2 separate regions of the Mus musculus genome follow, and region 1 is linked to region 2. Evidence: chromatin contacts called from public HiChIP or PLAC-seq data. All regions are on one chromosome and are shown on one strand. The core of a region is the stretch at or near the end of the contact, and the rest is flanking DNA. Distances in the headings are between cores, read along the strand shown.

Region 1 (6,731 bases), core at 2,952-5,451, 410 kb before region 2:
GAAACTACTCTTCCACAGGAGTGACTGGTGCTAAAATGCAAAAAGTCCATGTCCTCAAGGGGAACAGACGGGCCAGAATAATCACCTATTCAAATAATGTAACAAAGGATTAAAAACCACCCAGTTCTGGGTGTGTACACAAAGCTTTCTAAGGACACTGACACTGCTAAGCTCCAGAGCATAGAGCAACTTTTTTAAAAAGTACTTACTTCTTTAACAGAAAATTAGTTCTACAATGTCAAGATATTGGCCACTTCGAAGACGTAACACTTCCCTGTGCTCCTTTTTATATAGCTGATACAGAACTGTGGCAGAGTTACAGCCAAGAAGTAAACCATGAATATTCCTTCCTGTTTATTCAGATACATATCTGTCCCTTAGTTATCTTGGTATCTCCCAAGTTTTGCCTTCCAAAGGTCAAGGCACTCTGAGCTGGCCTTGCCCCAGTCCAGTGTCACAAGCTAAGTGGCTCACAGTTTTACTTCCTGGCAATACCAATAGTGGCAGTCCATTCTAGTACCATCCAGATAACCACCTAAAGTAGGAGGAGCTGCCCCAGCAACCAAGACCCCATGACCAACACCAAAAATGCTAACTCATTTGACAATTCCCCAACTATGAGGTAACCAATTCCCAGTGTATAAAATCTTGTCACAGTCATGGATAGACCCTCAAGATTATCTATTGTGTTTGCAGGGCCCGGACAAAAAGAAGATACTGAGGTCCTTGTTTAAAATTTAAAAATTCAGGCCTACTACAATGGAGTCAAACTTAGAGCCCCGCTGATCCTGGGCTCCACTGTGATTGTACAGGTGGCCAGCAAGGTGAGACCTGCCCTGTTCAGCACTTCACTAGGCACTGGGTACAGGCACAACCCATCATCCTGACCTCTAGAGAATCAGCATCAGCAATCATGTTGGAATCACATTTGGTTTTGTTTGTTTGTTTGTTTTTAGACACAGGGTTTACTCTGGGTAACCTTGGCTGACCAGAACTACTCAAGAGATCGGCCTACCTCTGCCTCCTGAATGCTGGGATTAAAAGCAGGCACCACCAACCACTAGGCATATTTAAACTCTTAAAGGCACTTCAGATCTCAGACTGATAAGTAGAGCCTACAGGTTAAGTGCTGGTGAAAATCATTCTGCATCAAGTGGGCTGCTTGCCACCTCCCCCTAAAATGTCTCCTCTTGTAAATCAATAGGGTGATGCAATTTTTTTTTAAAGACTCTCATTAGATGAAAAGCAGTTTGTCAATGACTAACACAGTAAGTGGAGCACCAGGCCTGCAGGACTGCCAAGCATCCTGTGTCTCTCAGTACTTCCATTTAATAAACATTTATTGTGCACCTATTATGCTTACATTTCATTTTCAGAAGCTCAGGTATTGTTTCGTTGTTGCTGAATTTAAAATTACTTGACAAAGAGAATGCTGAAACTTGGCCAGGAATGTAAAATGCATCTGACACCCGAGAGATGACCACAACATTTTTCTCCTACTGCTCCTCCATTCAGCGCCTGTACATGGAGCCAGAGCTCAGGGTGGGGCATGGCTGGAGGCATCGGCGATAATGCGAGGACGGAGCAAACTCAGCCCTGATTGCAAGGTTCCTTAGGTACAGTAGAGAGCAAACCCTTTGTATAAGAAAATAAAAGTGTTCCAATAAATCACTTAAAGAAGCTTTAATTACGTTTTAAAAATGTTTCAAATTATAATTCTAAGTTCTTCTGCAGTGTTTTTATGATTTATTTTTTATTATTTATTTTATTTCCCTCCAAGAATGTAACTTCCCAGCTTAGAGTTGAAAAGACATCTTCTATTGCTCTCGGGGGAGCTGTCAGGCAGCTCTATGAAGGCATGTGAGCTTTCTGCACCATAGAAAGTATTTCCTCTGGCTGGAGAGATGGCTTAGTGGTTAAGAGCACTGACTGCTCTTCCAGAGCTCCTGAGTTCAATTCCCAGCAACCACAGGGTGGCTCACAACCATCTGTAATGGGATCCGATGCCCTCTTCTGGTGTGTCTGAAGACAGCTACAGTGTATTCATATACATACATACATACATACATACATACATACATACATACATACAAACATACATACATACAATCTTTTTTTAAAAAAAAAGTATTTCCTCCAAACTAGGCATATCTATTCATGGATGAAATGAAGCACATATATTTGAGCCACAAATATAGATCAAATGTTGGTTTGGATAAATATTATAAAAATTCTAATTTGGTACCACTCAGAAGGGCTCCTCATAAAATGGTTTTCACACAAGTGTATGTTACTCTCCTGACAATTATGAGATTTAGTTAATGAGTCTAAGGATCCTACTTAGCACCTCGAACAAGAAGGTGCATAAAAACTGGAGATTATTGTTAATTCAAATCTGGAGTAATTGATCCTTATTAATCGACTACTAAATAAATATCTGCATAATGCTAATGTCATACACGGACAAGCTGGATTTAGAAGTGGTTAAATCATACAGAAAAGCAATGGACAATGGGCTCAAACATAGTGTAACCTCAAAGATGAAATTCACATGTACTTCAATAGTTTACAGGACATCCAATGTACCTCCTGCCTATGTCAGTACAAGGACAAGAAAATCACCTCCCAAATTTAATCTTTTACTAATGTAACATTCTTCTATTCCACTGAGATTTTAATTCCCATGGTCTTGTTTGCTCTTCAAATTGTTAAACAATCAAGATTGCATCATGGGTGCAGCTGAGTGGTAGCAAGCTTGCCTAACATTCTTTAGGCTCTGTGTTTGATAAGGTGTGCTAGCATGTGGTAATGCCTACACAATGATGTCAGCCCCCCTCAACTACAACTTGCCCTGATTTTTATGCTCCAAGTTTATTTCCCTGAGTAGCCTTCTATAATCTGTAGAAGTTCAAAAGAAACAAAACTATCCTCCCACAGATACACACCAGAAAGAAAAAAACAAGCAAGCAAGCAAACAAACAAACCAAAGACATGATTTCAAGACCCACAGGTCTTACTTAAAACTCTTCTCAAATAGCCTTAAAGTTCTTCACTGCATAAATCAGTTGACAGTTCCCAAGGCTAATGACATCATATGCTACACACATGGGCTAATCATGTGAGGACATTTAAGCTACGCTTTCAAAAGCATAGGTCAGTGTAGCAGAACACAGAGAGTAAAGTGCGTGTTCCACAATATTCCTGGGGTTTAATAGAAACTACTACACAGTATTTTCATCTAACTAAAACTCTGTCAAGTGTTTGACATAAGAAACCTCAGTAGACCTCCCAGTGAACTTTGGCATTTTGGCCGTGTGGCCAGAAGAACAGTCTCCCATGACAAAGCCTATTCATGAGTCAGCCAGGGAAATAAGCACAATGCTTGCTTAGCTGACGGCTCTTCCCTTTATCGTACTGGCAAGCATGCGCGACACGGGCATCCGCGGTACTAAATTATAGATTGTATATCGTTCTAAAATGCAGTTTCAAGGGTTATGTAAACATGTCTTATTAATAAGCCTAGGTTGACGTGCTTTGGTTTCCGTTGTTTGAAGTCTACCAGGGAGAAAGAGATCAGCAAAATATCTGCAAATTCGAGATAATACATCCACAGCTACTGATGTATTACTGTCCTAAGTTTGCAAAATGGTTCATATTTAAAAAAAAAAAACACACAGAAAGAAAAGAAAACCTCACTTTACCTAAACAATGGCTTAAATGACTATGAAGGGGTCTGTCCTGCAGGGTCCCCAGGCCTGATATTTAGGTTTTGCCCCAGATGCCCTTGTCAGTATTTCCACAACAAAGTCAAAGGTGGCCTTTGGAAGGAGGGTTAAAGAGGAGGCTTCCTGTCAGGGCTTTACAACAGAGAATCAACAGAGGCCCTGTGAGGTCAGCATTATTCAGCACTGGGGCCTCCTTTCCGGGACCCCTCCGGATGCTCGGGGTCCCCAGGCTGGGCGGTCCGCGGCCAGTGCTCACCCTGGCTTTCCGCCCAGGCAGCCCCTGCCAGGCCTTGCACCCAGAGCCCTTGCGCAACCAGGGTGCTCCGCATGGGCCCCGAAACTAGGCCGGCTGCTAGAGCAGCGAGCCCCACTTTCTCCAGGCAGGAAGTGGGGAGGCGGAGAGCATTTCCTGTTGTGCACTGACAGCCAGGGAGACGTCATCGCAGTCAGCGCCTTCGGATGGCCGCCCCTGGGCCAAAGGTCAGCTGCCGGCAGGGCGGGGGCTCGCAGGCGGGGGCGTGCGCTGAGACTCCCGCTGCAACGCTGCGCCTCCCGGGTCTGCAGTCCCACAAGAGGCCACCTGACGCCTTACGGTCCTGCAGGACTCAACTCCCGCCCACCAACCCCCGCCCGGCCCCAGCAAGAAGAGGCATGCATCTTCAGAGGCTGAAGAAGCACTTTCCTTGCCCGATCCTGATTGCAGTTTCCCTAATAGGACTCTCTACCAGGAATCTTTTTTTTGTTTGTTTTGTTTTGTTTTGTTTTGTTTTTCGAGACAGGGTTTCTCTGTATAGCCCTGGCTGTTCTGGAACTCACTTTGTAGACCAGGCTGGCCTCAAACTCAGAAATCCACCTGCCTCTGCCTCCCAAGTGCTGGGATTAAAGGCGTCCGCCACCACACCTGGCTACCAGGAATCTTTTAAAGCATCAAAAGTTGCCTGCCCTCCCCCTTCCTCCCCTCGAGCCCCACTTTTTATCTCCAATATTGATTCCTTAAACAACTGACACATGGCAGAAATGAAAGCTGATTTCCATACTGCGCACCTCCAATGAAGTCGAAGACAAACAGGAAATGCTATGTTCTCATTAAATACCCACTGCACAGCATAAACTTCCACCTACTGAGGTCTTTAATGCTCGTAATTTATTTCTTAAAAGTCTCCTAAGATCTATTTGGTCTTGCTCTTACCCTGGATAATAACAACAAAAAACAGGACCAAAATATTTTAAGGGAAAAATGATCGATTTATAGTTTTTAAGCCACTGATTTTTTTTTTTCTTTAGCCTCAATTTCCAGACTTGTATTTCGTTTCAAGCCATAACCATGATAACCCTGGGTAATTCTACAAGTCAGTGGGTTAAGGTTAACAGTGGTTAAAAATAAGACCATAAGGTATTGTATAATTATTATGAAATAAAAACTGAAATAGTTTCCTTTCAGTTTGCTAATGAGATAGATTGTTAATTACAAGAAAAAATGATAACTTCTGTTCTCATGACAAACCAGTATGAAGGCACTGAACCACCGTCTCTAACATTTCAACTATGCAGTGTTTCGCAGGACATGATAAGAGACATTTACAGCCTTACATGATGACCTTCAGCAATGGTAATTTCTCAATATAAATCTTTGGAGTAGCAGGTCTTCCTCACTAACTGAAGCGGGGAGGCAGCAGTATACACACAGGTAAGCTGAATGAGAAATATCTATCTGCTCAATTTGCTATGAACCTTAAGCTGATCTAAGACATGATTTTTTAAACATATTTAGGGTTCTGTATACATTATTTAAGAAACAACTTCTCTAGCTAGGTGACCTAAAACTTGTGATCCTCCTGCCTCTAGCTTTTTAGTGTTGAGATAATAGGTATGTACCATTGCGATGCAGGGATCAAACCAGGTACAGTCTCCACCAGCTGAGCTGCAAGTCAGATCCACCACCTTCCCTTTGTTAAAGGGTACTAATTTTTTTATGCTAAATGGGCATAAACATGGAATCTGATGAATGTCAACTGCCATATTCAATCCTCACTGTCTAAGGCAATATCAAAGGATGCCATTATAGTGACCCAAAACCAATGTGTCTTTGACCACTCTTGTCTTTTCACCTTAACACCCTAAGAAAAAAGTAGGGTTTTTGCATCATCAGTTTAAATTTGCGTATAATTTACATAATATTAAAATATTCCATTTACTCAGCACATAATTAAACTGTCAGTCAGAAATAAGCTCTGAGTATTTAAATGTCCACTCAGCTGGGGAGCCAACAGACTTGTAAAGACCTGAACTATGCTCTATGTTACCTCTGCTCTGCTTCAGGGAGGCGATGCCTTACAGTGACTCTTGGCAGGGTCTAAGAGATAATCATTCCAAATTCCTTGTTTCCTTAGCATGGACACAACAACTTATAAAGTAAGTTTTCGATTCATTTTATCTTTATATGTATGGGTATTTTGTCTGCACCGCATGCATACAGTAACCACGGGTCAGAAAAAGGCACCGGATGCCCTGCAAGTAGATTAGGGATGGTTGTGAGCCACCACGAGGGTGCTGGGAACCAAACCAAAGTTCTCTGCAAGAGCAATAGGTGCTCTTAACCACAGAGTCATTCTCCAGACACAGACAGAGATACACACACAGCAACGTTTAAATCCCAACAGTGTCGAAGCATCCATCCTTGCATAGGGGAGGGAGCCTAATGTATCCGATCCCATGAAAACCTTCCGTGTTTTGTCCGTCTCCTGAGTGATCCCTCTCCTAGGAGTTTCAACACGTACCCCCATCTCAAGTGTTGTTTTATTGAGTAAGTCTGCCCTAAACATTTCTTTTGTTTTTCTTTTTTCTTTTTATGAGTGCGGATTGTTACTTACTCTTTCAAATCATGTCACTGGTATAAAATTAACAAGCCATAAGTTACAAGTGACTGCCCAAATACTATCTAGGGTCAGTGAAGATTTTATTCAAGCCTCATGCTCTCTGGTTTATATTATGTTCCTGATGATGACT
Region 2 (6,696 bases), core at 1,504-4,003:
CTCATGAGGCCTCATAAAGAACTATAGGCAATCGAGGGAAGCCAAGAGAGGGAGAAGAAAGAGGGCTTCCCCACTGCTAAAGAGTCAGCCTAGAAAACACACATACAGGTAACATTATGCGAACTCAACTTAGCAATACTTAGCAATATTTATATGTATACATATGTGCATGCAATAGCAATTAGCAAAAAGTAGGCCATGAATTTGAAGGAGAGCAGGGAAAGGTATATGGGGCAGGGTTGGGAGGGGAAAAGACAGAGAGAAATGTTGTAATTAAATTGTAGTTTCAAAAATTTTTAAGTAATGGAAGAAATATCAAAAGACACAGTAATCTCCTGAAGGCATTATCTTGAATATGAGGTAATTTAAAAAAAATAATGTTAGGAATAGGCTATTAGAGAATCAAAAAGAAAAGCCATTATTTTAGCTAGGCATGGTGGTGCATGTCTTTAAGCCCAGCACTCTGGAGGCAGAGACAAGCAGATCTCTGTGAATTGGAGGACAGTCTGGTTTACATACCAAGTTCCATGTCAGCCTAGGGTACATAGTGAGACTCGGTACAAGTCCATGATTTTATTCTGATATAAATAACCAAAAAAGTAAATAGATAAGAAGAGAAAGCTTTCCCTCACAATAGAATTCCAAGCACAGAAGTAACGGTGAGGGAGAAAGCCGGTATCCACACAGCAATCCTGATGCTAAGAAAGAATCACGAACGGGTGATAAAATTAGAAGGGACCATAGTAACATGGTCTCAAAATATACTCCCAACAAAAACGTGCTAGTTGCAGGGGAAATGTTTTACAGCAGATAAATATGACTAAAATCACCTTAGCCAAAGGGCCAAACTCAACGTCAATGGCAGCTCAACAAACCAACCTGGGGCAGGACTTGCTGCAAAACACCCAGAAATGCACAGCATAACTTTGAGAGTTGTCAACATTAACAAAGGCACACCCAAATTTATTCATGAAGAAACCTTAGATGAACCCAAATTTAAATGTTTCTGGAAAAAAAAATAACTAGTCCGCATTTTTTAAGAGTCATGGCTGACAAAGGAAGATTATGGAAGCATTCTGGACTCAAGCGACTCACACCAAACAAGCAAAGCAGCCTGGGTAAGGACAGAGGGAGACCTCCTTGCTCTAGGTCATGCACTACAGAACTGGTCTAGAAGGAGACATGACAGGAGTGTGTCCTCCTGGCTGAGACCTTGGGACTTAGTGGGAAAAGTGGTAAAATTTGCATGAAGCCTGTTGGCCATGAAGAGAATTCATATCAATATTAATTTCCTGTTTTTGATCACTGGAGTTATGTAAGAAGTTAACATTTGAGAATCTGCTGTGCTGTTTGGATGGCTTTTATAGGGATAAAACTCATTTAAAATGAATGCTTGAAGTTTTATTTTTAAAAGTCTTAAGATAACAGCAAGGAAAAAGAAATTCTCCTTGTTGAAAATCTAGCATAATGTTATCTGTAGGGCTATTTATTAAGCAATAATACATGGTGGTAAATGGGCTTTGTAACCATCCAGATGTGGGCTCAATTCTGGCCTTGTGTGATACCAGGCTAGTTAATCTCTATAAGCCTTAATTTCCCCATCTGTGAAAGGAGTGGTCATAAGAACCCCTACTTGATTGATTATAATAGCCAATATTTATATTTACATGGTGACTACTTATGACCAATAGGTAATATTTGTAAGGAGTTTATTATGAACTCAGCCAACATAATTCTTAGCAGTTTTTATTGTTATTGAAATGACTGGCCACATCAATGACTAATTGTCTCCTTGTAAACAAACTACCTACTATGCACTGACAGGTCTCTTAAAGCCAGAGAGATACCTAATAAATTATGTTTCCAATATTTTGAGGCACCTCACTGTAACTAAATACAATATATAGGTACTTAAACTTACAAACACAAAAATTGATTTTTCCTTGTTTTTTTATTAGATATTTTCTTCATTTACATTTCAAATGCTATCCCCAAAGTCCCCTATACCCTCCCCCAGCCTTGCTCCCCAACCCACCCACTCCCGCTTCCTGGCACTGGAATTCCCCTGTACTGGGACATATAATCTTCACAAGACCAAGGGCCTCTCCTTCCAACGATGGCCTACTAGGCCATCCTCTGCTACATACGCAACTAGAGACACAGCTCTGGGGGTTACTGGTTAGTTCATATTGTTGTTCTTTCTTAGAATGGGAAACAAAATACCCATGGAAGGAGTTACAGAGACAATGTTCAGAGCTTAGACAGAATGAAGGACCATCCAGAGACTGCCCCATCCGGGGATCCATCCCATATACAAAAATTGATTTTTTTTTTTTAACTTAACTTATAGGTTTCTCTTGAGGCAAGTAGCATCTGGCTTACTTTTAATTTTGGAGTGACAGATCTATGCCACAGGAAGATGGTTTGTGTACTGCCTTAAGATTTAGAAAGGGCTACCAATGGGTGACTTGAGCATGTAGAGAAGCTGCATTGACTCTTCCTTTAAAGGGGCAGAGAGAAGCCAAACTCCCCGGTTTGTCTTTTCTAAGATTCTGAACTACTCAGATGTGATGACATAGATCAAATATTTGAGGTTAGGGATTGCTTGTAGGTTCATGCTTTGTCCTTTAATCTGTCTTTGAGATAAGTCCAGGATAAATAATGAGCAAGCACAGAAGAAGGGGGAGTGTGGCTACGTGCGATCCTGTTTCAGTGCTAAGGACAACACCGAGATGGCTGGTGTTTCTAGCAACGCATTCATCCTGTGCAAAAGCAAGATCAAGGTCTTCCATGGCAAACATTCCATCTATAAATAAGGGACAGAACCACCACAAACAAAGCGTGCCACTCCGCTGTCTCCTAAATACCTTCAGTAATGATCCAAGGCTACGAACAAAGGCAACATTCCTGAACAAATCCGCTTATCTTCAAACTCTGGTCTAAGGTTTTAGAAACCCTCACTTCTGGATCTTAACCAAGGAGAGTTTCCATCCAGGCACTGAGAAGGGCAGGTCAAATTCATGCTAATTTTAACCTTAGCAGGGATGTTTGCTAATCCCTTCCTGACTCCTTGTTGATTCCTGTGAGCCCTGATGGTGCATTCCAAAACACCTTCATGTTTGAGTCTTAACCCAGGACTGCTTCCTTCACTGACAGGGACTTCTGACTGTGGCTAAGATCCAGTGTACCCAGCCAGGATCATCTAAACCACTGTCCCATCCCCACAGTCTCCAACATCCCAGTTCTATCCTCTAGCCATGGAAGCCCAACTTCATCCTTTAAGGCTCTCCTTCCATCCTTCTTTCTACTCTTCCATAAGAGTCCCCAAGCTCCATACACTGTTTGGCTGTGCACATAAGTAGCAGATGTGAAACATGGCCTTCATGTGGGACCCATACAAGTGGAGCAGGGGTTATCCCAGAAGCTGTTGCTTGTATGTGGGATATGCTCTTCTAGCTGGCCTGCCTTGTCTGGCCTCAGTGGGAGCGGAAGTACCTAGCTTCGAAGAGTCTTGAAGTACCAGGATTGGGGGATACCAAAGTAGCCCCACCCACTCAGAAGGAGAAGGAGATGGGGGCCCGGGGCAGGGGAAGGTTGTGGGAGGGGATGACTGAAAAGAGAAAAGTGAAGAAGTAAAAATAAATAAATTAATTAATTAAAAATAAAAGCTCCTCCTTCATCTTGGGTCCTTAATTTCCTGACTTCCAATGGGTCCTTTGCTGTTTTGAGTCTCACTTTTCTTCCTTTTTATTCTATTTATTGCTTTGTTTGCTGGTTTCAGAGAGGGTTTTCTTATGTATCTCAGGTAGTCCAGGAATTCATTTTTTCAATCAGTCCAGGTATAAGCTTCAATTTTTGGTAATCCTCCTGCCTCAGATTCCCAATAAGGACTCTTATTGTCTGTACTGTTTTTGTTCATTGTTCACTTTAATTTGAGGGAGAAAATGTTGATTGTGTCTTGTGAGCCATTAAGATAAGATATTTCATAATTAGAAGAACTCTGCCTTATGTAAATTATATATCATAATTAGGGAATAAATTTCACTTGATCAACAAATAGTACTTTACTCATTATTACTTCAGTCAAAGTCCATCTTGAGCAATTCAACGATTTGGGTAGTTCCTATAACCTGCATAATAAACATGAAAAATCTTCATTCACAATAAAAAAGGACTCGTTATCTCAGAGTGTCTTCATAATTCTGTTGCTGTTGAGGATAGTTCAGTAATTTCATCAAAGTTTTACCCTGGCATTTTGACAGGTGAGAGCTGTGTCCATGATGGACAAGGTCCACTCCCTGCTCTGGCTTGAGTATGATTTTCTTGAGTTATCTGGGGCTACTTTTTGCAGTTTGTGTCTTACATAATCATAACACCTGGACTTCATCTGGAACTTTAATTTCTGAAGCATTTTCAGATGTAACATATCATTTGTTATTCTGATTACATATGTGGAGAAGTGGCCAGTGAGTCATGTGACCAAGATCCAAACCAGAGCCCCAGTAAGAAGGGAAGTCCTTTGGTTTATAGTCATGTTCATTCTTCTTTGCCACAAATAGTAAGCTTTCCTTGGGATGCCGTTAGCTGCTGGAATTGCGCTTTATTTACTTCCCACACTGTTCAACCTCTGGGCACTCCTGTTGCATAAGGTAAAGGGCGTTTCTGAGTCTCTGCGAGAGGAGAACAACAGAAGCATCCTTGGTACATTTGGCCAACAGACACTCAGTGAGAGCCAAGTGAGAGCTAGCTTCAAACAGTCAAGCCTACATAGCTTTTGCTCTCGTTGTGTAGAGTCCCATGCCACCGCAGGTCAGTGCTTCCCAATACGGGAAGCTAGGATAGCCAGATGCAGCACATACTCAGGATCCCAGATGTTTATATTCAGCGGGACACAGAACTGAATTTCTCAGCTTGTCTCCATCAGTTAGTTGGTCACTGACTTGTTTTTAACTCCTCATTCTTCAGGCAGTACCCCTTCCATTTTAAGATATCACTTTCAGATAACTACTCATTCAATGGTGGTCCCCAACACTGCCGTAGACACAGAGTACCCTCAAGGATCCTGATGGATCCTCAGTGGTCCTCTAAGCTTGCTAAATCTGTTCTCCCCCAAAGAAACAGACCGTTGTCTCTGTTATGTTGTCAGTGGTACAGGACAGATGAATGAGCACCACTGGATACATGGTGGATTTCGTCATTAGAAATACACTTTGGGCAGGCAAGCAGTGTATCTTACTTAGTATGGCCACGCTTATGCCATTTTGCCCCTAGGGTCGACAGAAGTATATGAAGATTTCCAACTTTCTTCATAATATGCATCATGATATTGGCTTAATCAAAAGAATAGCAATGCAGCAAGCAAGCAGGTTGTAGAGTCTGAATAAGACACTTGCAGAAAGGGTGTCTCAAGACAAATATAACAGCACATGCCTGCAATGCCAGTTTTTGGAAGGTAGAAAAAACTAAGGTCAAATGTTCAAAGCCAGCTTGAAGAAAAGAAAGAGTATCTGATAAAGAGACTGGATGTTCAATCAGCTCAGAATCCCACTTTCGTCAACAGATGAGATGGACAGCTTTGTAGACTGGCTTAGGGAAGTTACTAGCATTGGTTTTTCGTTGTTGTTGTTTTTGGGGATTTTTTTTTTTTTTGGTTTGTTTTTGTTTTTAAGAGCAATTTGTACAGGGCATCTTTTTCATGAAAAGTACTGCTAATATGGATGGACTGGTGCACTGCTGGAATGACTGGGGAAAGAAGAAAGAAAAAGTCATCTGCCTTTATACACATGACATTTCCGAGCTACCACATGTGAGAGGAAGCTGAAAGACCACCAAATGCAAAATCAAGGGCAGTGATTAAAACTGTGTGCCTGGTTTTCACCATAAAGCCTTCTCAGAGACTGTGCCACCAGTTCCTGGCAGTGCTCACATCACTTACTGTTGAGGGCTTGAGGTTGTCTCCATTTGCAAGGGTCGTAAGAGGGACGTGGAGAAGAGTATTCATGTCTGGAAAGAAGCTGGAGGCAAAGCCAGTTTCTAAACCCTTCATTTGTTGCACATGGCTAAGGTCTTCTGATCTGAGGAAAGGCGAACTTAGCCTTTAAAACCCAGCCATGCAACTTAATATACCTGTGTTGCTAGGCCACATAACTTTGAAAATATGTTGTAGTTCAAAAATAAATTGTTCACCATACTTAGTATTCATTCCTTTTTATTAATATTGTATTAATTTAATAAATATTACTACTTTATTCTATTTTATCATATATATATATAACATATATATAACAAAATTTATTTCCTATAAATAATTTAATTAAAAGTTAATATTTTTACTAACAACTAATTTAATTATGTGTGTATGCGCATGTGAGTGCAGGTACTTACGGTGTTCAGAAGAGGATGTTGGATCCCTTGGCACTGGAGTTAGAGATCAATTCAGCGTGGGTCCTAAGAATTAAACTCATATCCTCTGCAAGAGCAGAACCTGCTCTTGGCTGCTGAGCCATCTCTCCAGCCTTGCCTGTATCCATTATTTTGCCATGCTATTTTTCTAGTTCTTCTCGACAGGAACTAATGGAGTGTATTAAACAACTAAGCTACATCTACTCTAAGCCTTAGCCATGTGGCTTGCTTTGGCTAATGAGATATTAATAGGCACGAGATCAGCAGAAGGTTGGAATGGACTTAACTGGCTTA

Evidence for each region. HiChIP or PLAC-seq counts read pairs in DNA pulled down with a chosen protein or histone mark.
Region 1: an H3K27ac HiChIP or PLAC-seq map of extraembryonic endoderm stem cells shows a contact between it and region 2, with 3 times the contacts expected there. The contact joins two enhancer-like sites. A contact is called at or near these places in 1 of 15 datasets of contacts at CTCF or cohesin (the NIH/3T3 cell line), 7 of 484 Hi-C or Micro-C datasets (cerebellar granule neurons, cranial neural crest, embryonic fibroblasts and 4 more) and 7 of 115 datasets of contacts at active chromatin or transcription factors (craniofacial prominence, embryonic basal ganglia, embryonic forebrain and 4 more).

Annotation. Positions count from the first base shown.
Region 1 is chr10:13,980,456-13,987,186 of GRCm38.p6, reverse strand. All of the region lies in intron 1 of Hivep2 (human immunodeficiency virus type I enhancer binding protein 2), which reads right to left. Among named protein-coding and RNA genes, the nearest start is that of Hivep2, 17 kb to the right of the region's middle. Within about 2 kb of position 4,201, at least 299 of the 459 cell types and tissues checked have an H3K27ac peak or open chromatin away from gene starts, as enhancers often do. A contact at or near this core is called in extraembryonic endoderm stem cells, where this site is marked.
Region 2 is chr10:13,573,293-13,579,988 of GRCm38.p6, reverse strand. No RefSeq gene overlaps it. Among named protein-coding and RNA genes, the nearest start is that of Pex3, 23 kb to the right of the region's middle. Within about 2 kb of position 2,753, at least 18 of the 459 cell types and tissues checked have an H3K27ac peak or open chromatin away from gene starts, as enhancers often do. A contact at or near this core is called in extraembryonic endoderm stem cells, where this site is marked.